3 separate regions of the Sus scrofa genome follow, and all the other regions are linked to region 3. A link is a contact called in public HiChIP or PLAC-seq data. All regions are on one chromosome and are shown on one strand. The core of a region is the stretch at or near the end of the contact, and the rest is flanking DNA. Distances in the headings are between cores, read along the strand shown. Region 1 holds the start of FKBP3 (FK506 binding protein 3). Region 2 holds the start of PRPF39 (pre-mRNA-processing factor 39). Region 3 holds the start of C1H14orf28.

What was found. HiChIP or PLAC-seq counts read pairs in DNA pulled down with a chosen protein or histone mark.
Region 1: an H3K27ac HiChIP or PLAC-seq map of alveolar macrophages shows a contact between it and region 3. The contact joins the promoter of FKBP3 here to the promoter of C1H14orf28 in region 3. A contact is called at or near these places in 1 of 5 promoter capture datasets (liver), 7 of 47 Hi-C or Micro-C datasets (alveolar macrophages, embryonic fibroblasts, heart right ventricle and 4 more) and 2 of 2 datasets of contacts at active chromatin or transcription factors (alveolar macrophages and skeletal muscle).
Region 2: a contact with region 3 is called in an H3K27ac HiChIP or PLAC-seq map of alveolar macrophages. The contact joins the promoter of PRPF39 here to the promoter of C1H14orf28 in region 3. A contact is called at or near these places in 2 of 5 promoter capture datasets (fetal liver and liver), 6 of 47 Hi-C or Micro-C datasets (heart right ventricle, liver, omental adipose tissue and 1 more) and 2 of 2 datasets of contacts at active chromatin or transcription factors (alveolar macrophages and skeletal muscle).

What each region holds. Positions count from the first base shown.
Region 1 is chr1:175,330,937-175,334,440 of Sscrofa11.1, reverse strand. FKBP3 (FK506 binding protein 3) reads left to right here and starts at 1,736. Exons shown (of 7, transcript NM_001244157.2): 1 at 1,736-1,868. The coding sequence starts at 1,761. FANCM (Fanconi anemia group M protein) reads right to left here and starts at 476. Exons shown (of 23, transcript XM_003480459.4): 1 at 1-476. The coding sequence starts at 300.
Region 2 is chr1:175,283,064-175,286,684 of Sscrofa11.1, reverse strand. PRPF39 (pre-mRNA-processing factor 39) reads right to left here and starts at 1,466. Exons shown (of 14, transcript XM_001927120.5): 1 at 1,282-1,466.
Region 3 is chr1:175,144,518-175,147,974 of Sscrofa11.1, reverse strand. C1H14orf28 reads right to left here and starts at 2,057. Exons shown (of 5, transcript XM_003480458.4): 1 at 1,722-2,057.

The DNA of each region.
Region 1 (3,504 bases), core at 487-2,986, 190 kb before region 3:
CACTGGGCAATTAGTAGGGTAAATCCACAGGGCGCCCGCGGAGGTGCAGAACCCGCCATTCTCTAGACTTAGCTGCTGCTCTGCTTCGTACACTGCAACCAGCAATACATCATCGTCGGACTCTGGCTGAGCCTCGGCAGCCTCTGCCGCCTCTGTCTCCTGTGCCGCTGTAGAAAACTGCGCGCTGGAGATGCCAGGGCTCTGAGTCCTCCCAGTTCCAGAACTGCAACTCGGAGCCCCGGCGGATCGGGAAACTCTTGAGCCCCACGTCTGGAAAAGCGTTCTTTGCCGTCCGCTCATTAGGCCGACGACCACCGAAGACAGGCCAGCAGCTCTTGCAGCTAAGAGCCTCCGTTCCAACCCCCATCGGTTACCTTCGCGTAAAAAGGAGTAGAACCAGAGGCGGGACTAAGGCCAGTTTATCCAGTTGAAAATGCCGCCACTGAGTCTGCGTGGGGAATATGATTGGCGGGCTTCCCGGAAATCCTGCCGCCCTCTCGGAGACGCAAGCGCTTTATCAAGGAGCTACTATAAATTTGGTCCCCCGGTCAATTTCTTCTCCACTCTAAATTGGGTTCCGTTTTCCTAGATTAGGTGTCTGGGCGTCGTTGCTAAAATGATATAGCTTAAAATGATACAATAAATAACCTTGAGATTCAAAACTGTAGATACTCATATATTTTGAACTTAATGAGCATCTAACGTGCTTGTTGGTTGTATTTCTAAACTGAAAGAAGAGGTGAAAAACAAACGTGTTTAGACAGAATTAAATAACTTGTCTTATTTCTCTATCCAGACAGAGAAAGCAAAATGTCAGTCTCTTTTTCGCAGTATTAGAAGTAGAACCCATTATTTTGACATTTTTATTGTTTAAAAGGAATGAATGGTTTGGCCCTGATATTTGCTGGAAAATCCTAAAGGAAAAAAGCAAGGCGTCCTGATGCTCCACTACATCTTCATAAATTACATAGAGCAATAAGCGTTGGTGTGATATTATTCTACTCTGGAAATAGATTTCTATCTCAGATTTGGTTACAGTTCCCAGCTTTTCCACACGAAACCTGGTGACTTTGAGTAATCTCTGTAGATTTGTTTCCTCGTATATTGAGGAAAAGTGCACATACAATAATGAGGTTGTTTCGCACACCGTTAACGTCACCCTCCTAAACACCAACATCAGCAATCGCCGTCCTTCGTGTAGGTACTTTACATTGCTTTATTTGGTCCAATGTCTGAACTTGCTTTTAGACAAACTATTTATCATGCTTCTGTATTTGTGAGGGGTGAGGGAACAGGTTGTATTCTAGCTTCATTTGTGTGAGTCTCAATAGGGAGGTGGTGGAATATGGGTCGTTCTGATGAGCCAATTTGGGTGTGAATTTCTAGAAGGGAAATAAAATGAGATTAGATGTCTGAGTGCTGATGTTTCTTTTAAACAGGTTATAGACTTTAAAGGCATAGCAGCTCGTCGATAATTAAAAAATATATATGGGTAATGCTTGATACATTTAGGAGATGAATGCTTCCGTTTTCCTGCGTAGTCAGCCGCCGGGGCCACATCAGCTGGTTTTACCCTGGACTCAACAAAGAGGCCCGCAACGTACCGTCTTGACGTCACTCAAAAACTGGCCCCAATCCTGCGGGATAGCGCAATGACCCCGCCCCCTAGAGCTTCCTGCGGGGTCCGCGCCACGCCCAGGGGGCGGGGCGATGCCGAACCCAGGCGGGCTGGCTCAGTAAAGCAGAGGCAGCGGGGGAAGATGGCGGCCGCCGTTCCACAGCGGGCTTGGACCGTGGAGCAGCTGCGCAGCGAGCAGCTACCCAAGAAGGACATTATCAAGTTTCTGCAGGATCACGGTTCAGATTCGGTACCAGAGGCAGCGGGGCGGCCGGGCTGGTGCGGCCGGAGGGATACTTCGCCCCCCCATAGATGCCTATACTTGCCGTATTCCTCCGTGCCCCCGCCCTCTCTCTCCCGCGGCCTGTGCCTGCAAGGCCGGAGAGGCCCCGCGTGCGCTCCGGAGCCACGCTCCCGCCCCTCGGGCAGGCAGTTCTTTGGCGGGTGGAGCAGCAGCATTTCTTGGGGCTCGCAGCCATCGCAGAATTAGAATCTCACTCAAATTGAGTGAGGGTGGAGGTCATGAGAGGAAAAAAAAAAAAAAAAAAAAGAACCCTGGAAATATTGGGGGCTCAAGCGGGGGACAGAGGATTGGAGGCTTGGATGAGATCCCTGGAGGGGAGTGTGGGCTGTTAGGGAGATGAGAAGGGATGTGAAGATTTCGGTAGCAACGATGTGTGCGATTTGCTTTTCTCATCAGTTACCAAATACTGATCACTAATCATGCATGCGATTTTTTTTTTAATATCGACCCTTTAAATAACCTTTTTACCTTTATATTTAGGGAAGTCACATGAGTATTCCATGTACAGTGATCTCGCATTCTTATAAAGCAACTAAGAAATCTATTTGGCACTCTTCATACTTATACGCCCTGCATTTTTCAGCAGTCTCCATTTTAATCACCCTCTGTAGTCACAAGTTATTTTTGTCAGACTTGAATTTTTTTCCCTTCGGAAATTAAGATCATTCATACCTCTCCTAAATTGCTGAACAGTTTGTGTGCGTGCATTATCGCCCACGTATGGGGAATAGAAGCAGCAGTCTATATATGGTTTCTCGACAATTTTTAACTGAATTTCTAAACTTGCATTTAGAAAAATTGCTTCTGGGCTCTTTTGAGAAGCTTGTAGTTTATTTTCATTTTGCACATTAGTAGTTTATTTTCATTTTGCACGTTCTTGAACGGGAGGTGTAATTATTTTCCCTCTTCCAGTATCATGCTCCTTTATTATCCTGATAGCAAGAATTATTGGCTCAGTGTTTGTGGATACAAGGATGAAAATGACATTTTATACCATTTTGGTGGAAATATTTTCTCTTAAGCCAGTTTATATTTCATTGAAGCAAGAGATTTATTGTTTATTAACAAGTAATGCCTCAGTACTGAACTATATTCATCAAATTCTTAGAAAACAGATCATCCCAAAGTGGGAATATGTAAAACTGGCCCACCTTGGACAATTTCAAGAGATTTGGATTATCTAAATATTTTTATGACATACTAATCTTTTAAGTGCGTACCCTACAGTGTTCATTTACATACTTAAACTTATTTGACAATCACTATTGTATTGCTCATAAGATATCAAGGGGATAAATGTTTATATTTTGGATATTTTTCAGAAAGCTTGCTAATAAAGAAAGCTTGCTAATCACAGCAGTGCTAAAGCAACTGATTACTTCTGTTTAATCAAAATAGCCTTTCCCATGAGCCTTTATCATTTAGAACATTTTTCTAAGAGAAAGAAAAAGAAAAATTCAATAGTGATAGTGTTGGGAAAAGTGCTTTGTTGGAAAGTTAGAAGATGCCAGAGGACATCATTGAGAAAGTTAACAAAAAAAGGAATCAAGCAAGGAAGGAAGCAGAATAAAGTAAGGGAAGC
Region 2 (3,621 bases), core at 217-2,716, 140 kb before region 3:
TTTGTAAAGCTTATTACAAGATATTGAATATAGTTCCCTGTGCTACAAGTAGGACTTTTTTTATATATAGTAGTTGTATCTTCTAATCTTTCTCCTGAAAAAAAAGCCATACTTTTTATCATTTGATTTATAAAATTATTTTCCTTATTCAACTATATGCAAGCAAGTAAAAATATTACCAAATATTCTGACACTAAAAAATCCTGCTTTTCAATTCTCACTTACAACATCTCACACCAACTACTAATTAGCCATCTTTGGTAACCCTTAATTATTCCAGAACTTGTCTTCTTTAGTACAACTCCTTTCATTCATTTTCTCTCTACCATAGGCTGAAGAGTGTAAAGTTCCAACTTTTTCAGCTTTAGAATGTGGTTATAAGGGGAGGGGGAGCGGGGTGGGACCTGGCTGTAGTTGCTAGTTTTCAATTCACTTAAGCTTCCAGAGCCCAAAACACTTAAGTTCAAACATGAGTTTCATATTTCCCTGCATGAAACTTCCTTTCTTAAACTTCAACCTTTACAAATGCAAAATAAATAAATAAATAAAATAAATAAATAAAGTATTTTTGATGAAGGATCAGTCGTCAACGTGACGCCCTCAAAGAGAAGGCAAATGAATATTAAACTAAAGATACATTAAGAGCTCTACTACCTATTAACTTAAAGTATTATTTATTAGCCTAAATATGTGATTTTTAGAGCAAGAAAAACACCAGTGTTGGCCTCTGACCGCAAATGATAAACATTTTTCTTCAAGGTTTGGTTTTTCTGCTTCTATCCTATTCCGCCAAAAGCTTTAGGTGATCTTGGGGTGCTGTGACTCAGGGTCCCAAAGTGTGGCTTTCGAAGGCGAAATGCGCCCTAGAGGTACCTAAAAGTTTTGTTAAGACAATCTGTTTCACATTCTCCTATTCCTCTGGACCCCCTCCACTTCCAGTCGTTCCAACCACACTGGTTTCCAGCTCCCGGGAAAGCATGGCCTTTAGACTTAGCTAGACTTAGCCCAAATCGCTCCCTAAATCAGGGTGGAGGCCCACATTTCCCCGCCCGTCGTCAGGTATCCGGCAGGGAAACGTACGGTTTAAGAAACCCCGCACTGCTCCACCCAACAGGTGGGAAGGAAAAGGGAATGGACAGCTGGGCCCCAAGGCCAAGCCAGGCCTCAAACAAGGCGGGAGAGGGAGGCCGCAACCCCAGTGCGGCCTGAAACATGGCAGGCCCATTCCTGCCCCGCGTATCACCTCCTCCGGCCAATTCCAAGGCGCCCGCCCCAGCTGACCTGACGATGGATGCCACTCAATGCCATGAGCCGCTGTCTGGGCCAACCGAGCCGAAGATGGCACTTCCACCGTCTCTGTCCCCACAGACACCGCAGCAGCAGCCGCCACCAGCGCCACAGCCGCTTCGTCTAGTGCGCGGCGCGCATGCGTCGGTGTCCCTGAAGGCAAACGAGTCACGTGGCTGCGCAGCGCGCAAGCCTCGCCTTCAGTGGATCCAAGGGGCGGGCGGCCGGCCGCGCCCCGACCCCGCCCCTCCACCGCGGAGGGCGGGGCTGCTGCTCAGACCTGGTTTTCCCAGCTCTATGTGGACTTCAGAGTAGAAAGAGGTTGTTTAGGGCCTTTCGCACCTCTGATCTTAAGCACAGAGAGCGCCCCGCCCCTCTAAAGAAAAATACTATTATTCTTTTTTGAGCGAACAACTGCCTGGGCTTCACCCCTCTACCTAAAAATGGACAGAAACTCAGCCTTAAACCCCAAATCTCAATGATGTATGGACTCTGTGTCCACTCAGGTTTCCTGAGAAAGGGAAACAATCGCGGAATTAGGGGCATGAGGAACTGATTATTAAAGGGATATGTAAAATTTTTCTCTGAGTGTATGAAGGCTGCATTATTTGGACCATCTTGGCACTCTCCAATTGTACTCCCACCCTCACTTAAAAATTTTTTTTTAATTTTTTTCCCCCAAATCTGGCCTCTCTCATTTTTCCGTTTCAAGGTTCTTGAGATCACCCAACACTTACCAGGCAATCTCTTCTTCAGGATTCAATAGTGTGACAATTGGGCTGCAATTTCCATCTCTGGAATCTGTCTGCTTTAAGAAATATTCCTCTGCAAATTGATAATTCCTGTCTACAACCCAGTTAATCATAAATCCCCTCAACATCACCATTGCTTCCAAAGATCAAAACCAGTCCTAGCGTTCATTTTAATCAAATTACCCTTTCCATTACCTCTTCCACTCTTCAAGTTCTGACAGTGAAGGCATGCTTTTTACTGGTATAACCAGTGACATTTAGATGAGTATTATTGGAAAGAGCAGTTAAGGGAGTGATATATTGGGAAGGCAGGCAGAATTTGCCACAAGCACTGTCATTCAATGACTGAGTGCCCCAGGCTTCACTCCTCTCCTGGTCCCTTTCAGTCTTTCCTGAAGTATTCTCAACTTCATCAGTGAAGAAGATTATCTCTGAGATCCCATCCCTCTAAGCATCATTTTCTGAAAATGCACCTGCTTATTCAACTTCACTCATTGTCAATTTATTGTTTCCCTTTATCTGGTTTTCTATATTTTAACCTTTTAAGCCAGTCTTTTGCTCTCACTCTCCTGCTTAAAAACTTTCACTGCTGTTTCCCCCAACACTTTTAAGAAAAACTTAAACATTTTAGCATTGAAAATACAGTCCTTTCATAATCACACCAGCCTTCTTGCTGGTTTCTGCCTTCCCATAACTTTATAAAAGCCATTGTTCCCTTTAAGTGTCTTTGTCCCTTTTGTGTGTCTAACCCTTCTTCAGTGTGCTTTTTCCTCTATCTACAGTAAAACACAGGTGGAAACTTTTTTAAACTTGGTTTAGCTTTAGTTCACTTTAAAAGAACTTGTATGTCACAATTATAAGCTTTGGGGGAAAAAATATTTATGCCAAATAGTAGTTTACAGTGTGGTGCTCTAAAATACAGTATTAGGGTTCCTGTTGTGGCTCAGCAGAAACGAACCTAACTAGTATCCATGAAGATTTGGGTTCTAACCCTGACCTTGCTCAGTGGGTTAAGGATCCAGCATTGCCTTGAGCTGTGGTGTAGGTTGCAGACACTGTTGGATCTGGTGTTGCTGCGGCTGTGGCTAGGCCAGCAGCTGAAGCTCCAGTTCAAACCCTATCCTGGTAACTTCCACATGCTGCATGTGGGGCCCTTAAAAGCAATAAATAAATAAATAAATAAAAATACAGTATTTAAAGTCAGATGAGGACTTCCCCTTGTGGCTCAGTGCTAATGAACCCTACTAGTAACCATGAGAACGCAGTTTCAATCCCTGGCCCTGATCAGTGGGTTAAAGGATCTGGCGTTGCTATGAGCTGTGTTGTATGTCATGGACATGGCTTGGATCCCACCTTGCTTTGGCTGTGGTGTAGGCTGGCAGTAGCTCTGATTCGACCCCTAGCCTGGGAACTTCCATATGGCATGGGTGTGGCCCCAAAAAGACAAAATAAAAGTCAGATGATCTCAAAACAAAAGGATGGTGCAGATGGGGGAAATTTATTAATGTAATGGATTTCTTCCGTTTGCTTCTCCAAGTCAACTGTCCAACCTACTGCATTCTTCAGAGACTGACCCTTGCTC
Region 3 (3,457 bases), core at 808-3,307:
GGATAGCTAAGCATTTTGTTTTTAAAGTCACTGACAGTATTCTAATAAACATGTTGGTGTCATATGCATGTTTTATACAGCAAAATTTAAAAAAATTAAAGAATAAGGTCCTAATGAAACCAAACTGAAATACTGCTTTACTTTATCTGGTACAAACAAGTGCCTAAACTAAGAATACCATAGGGTTTCCCAATATGTTACTTTTATGGAAATGAGTTTTTTTATGAAAAAGGGAAGCATCTGAAGAACAGAAACAGAAATTAGTGGCTGAGGTCAGTGTCTTACTTTATCTTTTCAAGTGCCACATCCTCCCAAGCACAGTATGAATCCAACACTCAAAGCTGCAGACCTATGTGTTTTATTTGACTAAAGAATTACGTTCAAACCTATTTTGCAACACTGGCAGACTAAAAATTCAGTTTCCACACACACGCACACAGTATTTTCAACTGGCAAGATACTGTGGACTCTAAAATATTCAACACTATATTTAGTCTGAAGTGTAAATGTTTATATATAGCGAACATGTTGGCTGTAGTCAACCACTCAGGAATAAGAGGGCGTGGCAAATCTAGAGCCTAGGAAACCACAAACTCAGTTCCCTCTTAACAGGAACTGACATGTTCCAGAGCAGATTATTTAAAAATCACAAAACACTTAAATACTTTAAAAATAAAAATAACTTTCTTCGTGGCTTGATTGATATCTATTGAATTTTAAAGAACTTTGTAGCAAGGTTACATATTAAGCCTCTGTGTTCAGATTCCTAAATATTGCATTGGAAAGAAATTGTAAATTTCTGCAGTATTTTTGGCCAAATTATCTTTTAGACATTACAAATGAGCAACTATAGCTCTGTAAAGCAATAGTTACACTCTAGGAGAATTAACTACAATTATACACACATACATACAAAATGAAACTAACTTCTCCAGCCTTTTTCTGGAAAAAAAGGGAGGGGGTAAGAGAGGATTAAAAGAACTAGAGGACACAATTTTGCTTCTGTATGAATGAGCAGATTTGTTTCAAAGCAAATGACAATAAAAATGACTTAAAAAGATGGCGAAATAGCTGCAAAGAGCTTTACTTAAATTGCCTTAAGTTTTGGCCATATATCAAAAACATTGTTTCGTTAGGCACTGATTTAGAAGCCATAGAGAAGGCACCCTGCTGGCTTTATTTTCCTGCCTCAACAGGCCTTCCTGTTTGAATAAACATAGAAAGCGCACCAGACCTCTATTTCCTTGGCAAAACGACACCTTTCTTTTGGGGTCATTTCAAAGGGTAGCAAACCACCCCACGCGGGTCGTGAGCACCAGACCATTTGCCCAAGGCACTGAATGTCGGGCTCCCTAAGAGCTCGAGGGTCCTAAGGGTTCGTTCCCGAATCAGCGCCCCGAAATAATCTATAAAGCGGCCACGCGCTCCAGCTCGAAGCAGCGCGGGTCTGAGGGCAGGGACCCGCTGGGGTGGCGGTGTGCGCCCCCCTCCGCCCGCCGCACTCCGGCCACGCCCACCCCGCCCCCGGCCCAGAGCGCAGGGGGAGGCCCGGCACTGAGGGCTGGCCCCGCACGAGCGGCGGGTCTCCAAACCAGAAGCGGGTGAAAGGGATGGGCGTCCCCTGCCCGCCTGGGGCTGCGGGTAATGGGCGGGAGGGCCTGTATGTGGAAGGCATTCCCACAGGAGCCAGTCTCCGTTCATCCGGAAGCCGACTTTCGTACCTCCTCGGGGACCGAAAACCGCCGGTGCCGCCGCACCCGTCGCCGCCTCCGCTTGCTCATGGAGAGTCCGTGCTGCCGCCACCGCCGCCGCCTCATCTACCAGCACCGCCGGCTGTCTCGGCCTCCCCCGGCGTGACCGCTGGGCTCCGGTACGGCCTCCATCGCACCCGCCGCGGCGGGAGCCACAGCAGCTCCAGCGCCCAGGCCCGATCCGACCGGACCCACCGAGCCAGGACCGCGGGACGCGTAGCTTCTTATTACGGAGGAAGGTTCGGCCTGACCTCCGCCCCCCTCCCCCCAGTCCCCACTCCCCTGTTCACAGCTGCCTGACGACGCTGCTGCGCAGGCGCGAAGACGCCCCTGCCAAAAGTGCGTGTGTTGGGTGTGTACACAGCGTCCACATTCGCCCAATGGGCACCAGGATCAGCTGTAGGGGGCGGGACCTCGCAGAGAGGGGCGGTATTCCACTGTCAGAAAGTGGGTGGGGTAGCCGGAAGTGGGCAGGGTTTACACGGAGGCGGAGCTTTGTAGGCAAACCTTGCCTGGCTTTTTGAGGTTCGTACCATTTTAGGACTTAACTTGATTTTGGCTTGTTTCTAGGTCTGGTCTTTTCATATTCTTAAACTCAAAAAGGGAAAGCTTTGTTTTCTTAGTAATTTATGGTTATGGAAGCTTTTTGACTTAGGTATAAGTTTGGGAAAAAAGTTGAATTACTGTGTTAAACGCTGTCTTTAATAGTTTAAGGTAAGAATTGGCCAACGTACTGTAATTTATCATGGAAGTTAATAACACTTAAAAAAATTAGGTGGCTTTAGCCCCATTATAGAGATGAAAAAATTGAGTTTTGGAGATGATAAAGTCCCACACATAGACAACTGGAAATTGAAGCTATAGATGCTTAATGCTAGTCTGTGGGCCCAACCCAACCACTATTCCTGTTCAGTAGGTCTTGGTTCTTGTATCCTCCCTAAAAGGCTCACAGCCAACATGGTTCTGCTTACAGGGAACACAGGCCATCCTGGAAAATTACCTCCACCCGCAGTTAGAAATGAGGATGCTGTTGAAATACTGTCGGTTTAGCTGTGCAATAAAAAATGTCTGGAAAGTGAAGCTCAACTTCTAGAATACACGATGCACAGAATACACAATAAACTCAGCCCAAAATGCACGGCATTTAAGCCCAGCCCAGCGCATCAGTATGGTCTGCATTCACAGCTGAGTGTGGCAGAGTCTTGGACATCTTCTTGACGAATTTAATGGTTAGCCAGGGATATGGCAGGGACCTACCTCTTGGACCTCTCTTGAGAAGTCTAGTGATAGAGGGATGGAACTTCTGGGAGAGAAGCTTGACTCATTCAAGATAATTACTGCTGGTGGAGTTGGGAAGAAATGGAAACCTCTCAGAGCAGAGGGAGAAGAGGCTGCCCAAAAAGGAAGAATTAATCATTCTGGCAAAAATCTGCTCTTTTTAGTTTCCTAGTTTTTCTTATTTCTTACGGCATTTCACAGCTGAGGAAACTCAGGCTTTGAGGCTTAAAATAATGAGTGTATTGTATCTGTATTGGAATTCACATACAAACAGTTCACTCTCGATACTAAAACGATCTTGTAAGGAGAAAGCCCTTTAAAAATGTTTATAAGTATGGATTAGGTGTTTAACTGAAATCTCTCTTACGACATGGAATTCATTTTATACTTATTGGATCATTGTCTTCCTGAAAACAGAGTCGGTAGTG